2 separate regions of the Danio rerio genome follow, and region 1 is linked to region 2. The links are chromatin contacts, called in public Hi-C maps. All regions are on one chromosome and are shown on one strand. Each heading gives the region's core, a stretch centred on a gene start, on an enhancer-like site or on the middle of the called end of the contact. The rest is flanking DNA. Distances are from core to core; before and after follow the strand shown.

What was found. A called contact is a pair of places that touch in the nucleus more often than the background predicts.
Region 1: a contact with region 2 is called in a Hi-C map of embryo, with 2.3 times the contacts expected there. The contact joins the promoter of uncx here to the enhancer-like site in region 2. A contact is called at or near these places in 2 of 18 Hi-C or Micro-C datasets (caudal fin and embryo).

The regions. Positions count from the first base shown.
Region 1 is chr3:42,419,409-42,422,326 of GRCz12tu, forward strand. It overlaps uncx (UNC homeobox), which reads right to left and starts at 1,466. Exons shown (of 3, transcript XM_005164204.6): 1 at 1,118-1,466; 2 at 476-651. The coding sequence starts at 1,376.
Region 2 is chr3:42,231,976-42,234,824 of GRCz12tu, forward strand. No RefSeq gene overlaps it. Among named protein-coding and RNA genes, the nearest start is that of micall2a, 89 kb to the left of the region's middle. Within about 2 kb of position 1,481, at least 14 of the 62 cell types and tissues checked have an H3K27ac peak or open chromatin away from gene starts, as enhancers often do.

The sequences.
Region 1 (2,918 bases), core at 216-2,715, 190 kb after region 2:
TATATATATATATATATATATATATATATATATATATATATATATATATATATATATTTTTTTTTTTTTTTAAGAATTATCTAAAATAATTCATTTAAATTTTACCTCGAATTAAAAAAAAAACTTTTCACTAAAATAACTGTATAAGATGGTAATACTATATTAAACATTTTCTGTATATTGTTTTTTTCTGAAAAGAGGGCCTATACTGTGTTATCTTCGAAACACAGTATAAAACGAAAGACAATTTCAAACCCATGATAGCTTGTCAATAAATACAGAAGCTAGTGTAAATTTAAAACAACAATTTCTAAAATTAGCAGTACAAAATTTACTACTATAGTGAATCAAACACACCGAGCAGAAATAAAAACGGGCTTATACATAAACCATCTTGTGTTGACAAAATATTTAAATTCATGTGATTTTAATACCTGCACACCATGCATGTGAAAAATTATTTAAGTGTATTTACCTGCACCCTTGATTCTATCAAATCCAATCTTAGAGCAAGTGCTTCCCTCATGAACACATCTGGATAGTGACTTTCATTAAAAGCCTTCTCTAATTCTTCCAGCTGCCAGCCAGTGAAATTGGTACGAGTTCGTCTTCTTTTACAACCCGGGCTATCCTTGTCTGGATCCCCCGAATCTATGTAAGAAACAATAAATTAACATCGCGTATACCGTGCACAGTTATTATGATCACCAAAACAGCGGGTCAACTTAAATATTTTGTTAGTGTTTTTTTTTCTGCATGAGCCTTTACTGTTAGGCTAGTTTATGTGTCAGAAAGGAAAAAGAGAAAAAGAAAGCCATGGATTATTATTTTTTTATGACAAAAATAAGAACATAAGAAAAAAGAAGTATAGGTGCTGTCAGCGATTGTGTAAAATATTTTATACAAGCTATTCTTTTTTTTTTTAAGTCAGTCTCTTAAATACTACTAAACTAGCTTGAACAACGGGTGAATGCTTTCTTTTGTTTCCTCGGGCAATTATTCAAAGATTTATGACTGATAACAATATTTGCTTTAGAACATTACAACAAAAACATGAATTTATCCCGTTATTGTCCGAGTCGCATTGCTAGTTAGAGGCATGGGTTTGTTTGCTTACCTGTCAGTTTGTACTGCTGGTTATCTCCATTCATACCGCAGCCAGACGACAAGAGGGGGTTAGAATTCACCACAGAAGCCGTGCAGGAGCCGTTAAGTAATCCGTCTATTGAGAAAGGAACCGCGGCTGTAGATTGAAGTTGATGACCGGCTAATTCGTACACATGATGGTGGCTTAGATGGTACGGAAAGCTCACCATCCCACCGAGCGAGCCTCCGAACTGGGCATGAGGTGGATCCAGTATCCTGCTGTCCATCATCTCCCAGGCAAAAGGAAACGACGTCTGGTGGTTGGTGATGTGAATTTAAAAAACATGCAGCGAGAGTGGCCGGCGAGGAGGGGACATGATGTGGAGAGTAGGATGAGCTGTTCTTTATCAACACGAAGCTTCCAATAATTAGCTTAGGCTCTGGGAATTTGAGACCAATGAGAAGCGTTAATCGGCGCTGACGTCAGAGACGTGGTCTGAAAACGCTTTCCATATCGATTGCTAATTAAACCTGACATCCACCTCAATAAACAATATCAGAGCTGTCACAACAAGACAGGAGGGCTTTGATAAGAACTACATCACGACTACACAGGGGGCCTTAGAGGGAGAGCGATCAGATTTGATACCCAGTTAAACGCTAAATAGACACTGAAATCTCACCTCGGACTGCAGCCACACAGAGCGGCAGATTCATCACCGTTTGAGACAATGTCCCTCTATTCATTTCAAATCTTTTGTACACAAACAAACACAAACAAGAAAAGGAAAACGAGGGAAAACAAATACACACCCGTTGCGATTGAAGTCGAAATGTTGCCATGCGAGGAGGTAAGATTCATAGCGCAATGTTGACAAAATTGACCGACAATAGTATTTTTATTTATGTGGTGATTCTCAGGTAACTTGCCACCAGTCATTCCGAAGATATTCGTCAAACAGAGTTGTCAGATTTAATTTCGAAGCGTCACGAGTCGCTTTAAATATAAGGAGAGAGGGAATGATGCGAACCCACTCATTTGATACTGCTGGAGGAATAAATGAACTTTTAATTACATGAATAGCTAATTAGAAGCCACTCGACATTTAACAGAAAATTAGATATATTCCCCCAGCCATAGCGTTCCGGTGTAATTAATGTCATTTAAACAACTAATGTACAGATCGCGCGCGGTTTATTTGTGGTCATTGTGTATAATATAATGCATGCTTCAACTTACAACACTACACCTCTGAAACAATATTGGTTTATTACTGTGAGCAGCTGTCCCAGGAGTATTAATTAATATTTTATTGAAAATAATAATAATCCTGCAACCCGACAGTGTCATTATGGAAACCAAATACAAAATAACAGTGAGAAAATACTGTGAAGTATGTAAATAATAATTGTTTATAATATTTTCAGATTTTTAATTAAATCCCAGTTATGGTGGCCTGGAACATTTTACTCTATTACTAGCAATAATTCATCTTATCATCCACCGCAGAATATATGTCTTAAATTTAGGCAAATTAACTGTGTTTTTGAATACAGAATGGTAATCAATCCCACCGCTTTAAGAGGACGTCCTGTCTCCCCTCTCATTACAGAGAATTAATTCGACTTTATTTGGCCAGTGTCTGGAGTTGTCATAATGTTAATCTGAGCTGAAATTTCGCTTCCCACTCACTCCCTGACCCTTGGCACTCGGATTGGCGTGTTGTAATAACCCGAATCTTTCAACAGAGGCCCTGATAATTGTTACCTTATTAGCATGCAAATTGTTTAATTAATATTATTATGAGGAACTATATAATCCGTTCGTCTCT
Region 2 (2,849 bases), core at 231-2,730:
ATTATTATAATTATTATTATTATTACTACCACTAGTAGTAGTAGTAGTAGTAGTAGTAGTATAGTAATAGTAGCAGTAGTAGTAGGTCGTAGCGGTGATGGTGGTGGTAAAAAATAAATTTAAAAAGTTTGAATGTTTATTGGCAAAACAAGAGTAAATTAAATATTAATTATTCATTTACTACATTATTTCTAATTATTTTTGATAATAATAATAATAATAATAATAATAATAATAATAATATTCATTCATTTATTCATTCATTTTCTTGTCAACTTAGTCCCTTTATTAATCGGGGGTTGTCACAGGAGAATGAACCGCTAACTTATCCAGCACGTTTTTATGCAGCGGATGCCCTTCCAACCGCAACCCATCTCTGGGAAACACACACATATATATATATATATGTTTCCCAGAATAATAATTTTGTAATATTATTAATATATGCGCGAATTTCATTATTACTGTTAACAACAGTTACAATAATAATTAAAAAAATATTTGTAATAAACTATCCATTATTAATATACATTTAAATGTATACATTACTCTTACTAACAATAATAATATGAATAATAATCATGTAATTTTTGTAATAAATTATGTTATAATTTTGTATTATTATTATTATTATACACTTAAATGACCACATTACTGTTACTAACAATAACAATAATAACAATCATGTGATTTTTTTTAATAAACAAACTTTATTTTGATGGTCTGTTTGTTGAATTTCAGTTATGCATGCCAACTAATTTTCATTAGATTATAAGTAAACTGTTAGGTTGGGGTTAGTGTAAGTTGACATGTCAGTATCAGCAGACATTAAGCAGACAGTCTACTAATACTCAAATGGACCATCAAAATAAAATGTTACCAAACAAACTAATAACTTTATTATTATTAATTTATGCTTAAATGTCTACATTAGTGTTACTAACAGTACTATTAATAATACTCATGTTATATTTTTTAATAAACTATCTAATAATTTTGTATTAATATTTATTATGATTATCATTACTATATTAATATACATTTAAATGTATACATCACTTTCACTAACTATAGTACTAATGACAATTGTGTATATAATTTTGTAATAAACTATCTAATAATTCTGTATTATTAATATTTATTATTACTATTATTATTATAGAAAATAAATTTACGTTCAACTCAATTATTGCACTAATTAAAAAAAAAAAAAAAGGATTAGCTGCAGTTCATGTTTAGCTATTTGCCATTAAAATTCCACAACAATTCAACAATTAAATTTATAAAACCAAACAGTATTTTTTTCTTCTCTTGATGACATAACACCCCCTTTCAGCTTCCCTCCTGCACTATGCACCTTCAGGACAGGTTGCAGTTTCGGTTCTCGTCCAGCAGATGCCAGATATTCTCTCTTGCCTCTCCGTCTCCCCAGTGGACCGTTCTGTCTCGGCTCTCAATGAATTTCCCTTTCTTTTCATCACTCGCTGATGTCCAGCTGCTCCTGTCAACACCTTCTTACAGCAGGCAATTCATCGCTACACACTGGCAGCTGAGACCCCCGTGATGAACTTCAATCTGCCATCCGCGGAGGGGCTGCACCCCGAGCTGGGCTAATCAAGGGAAACACCCCTTCAGGGGGAGGACGGGACGGGGCCCGTGGACAGATTGAGCCCAAGTTACCCCCGTAATTATCCTCTCATTGCCCCCGTGCCGCAAGCTGGTGCCTGTGAATGGGGCGAACATTTACCCGACACCCCGCGCCATTATTGTGCCTCCGTCCAATCCGCCCCATGTATGTGTTTGCAGAGGCTTTAAAATGAGGTGGCTGTGTTGATATTTTTCTTGGCTATATTTTTGAGCTGAGACACTCCTGACAATTTCCGTTTTTTCATGCACCTGTCTATTTTGAGATTTTGAGCTTTTGATTTTTCACAAATTGTTCATTTTTTTAGTGTAAGGATTAAAGCTAATTAAATAGCATTTAAAATGCACTGTCAAGTGTTTTAATATTGTTTTATTTTATTGGTATTTTTTATATGTATACAGTTGAAGTCAGAATTATTAGCCCCACACCCCCACCCCTGTTTATTTATTTTTTTCCAATTTCTGTTTAACTGATGGAACTTTATTGTAAAGTTTATTCAAATAAATATGAACAATAATTGTGAAGCATTTGATTTCAACATAAAGCATTATTAAAATCTAAATTTGTGTATGTTATTGCACTGCAAGTTAATAAGGACTAACAGTGAGCGACTGTATTGTAATTGTAAGTAACATTAACAAAGATGGTTAAATACTGCAATAAATGTATTGCTCATTGTTTACTAATTTTAGTAAATGCATTAACCAATGGTACCTGGTTGTAAAGTATTTCCATAAGAGACTGTAGAAATAAAAGAGTGATGTAGATAAAAGTAGAGAGACTTTAGATATAAAAGGAGGGAAAAAAAAAAAAAAAATTAAAAAGTGTGCTTTTTTCTACAGTCTTAAAGAATTAGGGGAAAAAACAAATCTAAATTAACAGGTGGATGAAAAAACTATTTTGTCGCAGTGTCTGGCATTAAAGCATAAATGCAATTACCACACCACCTGCTAAAGCTGCTTTAAAGTTTTAGTGTTGATAGAAAGTTAAAGTCCGAATTATTGGCCCCCCTTTTAAAATTTTGTTTTCTTTTTTAAATATTTCCCAAATGATGTTTAACAGAGCAAGGAAATCCTCACAGTATGTCCAATTTTTTCTTCTTCTTCTGGAGAAAGTCTTATTTGTTTTATTTCGGCTAGAATAAAAGCACTTTTTAATTTTTAAGCATTATTTTAAGGTCAAAATTATTAGCCCCTTTAAGCTA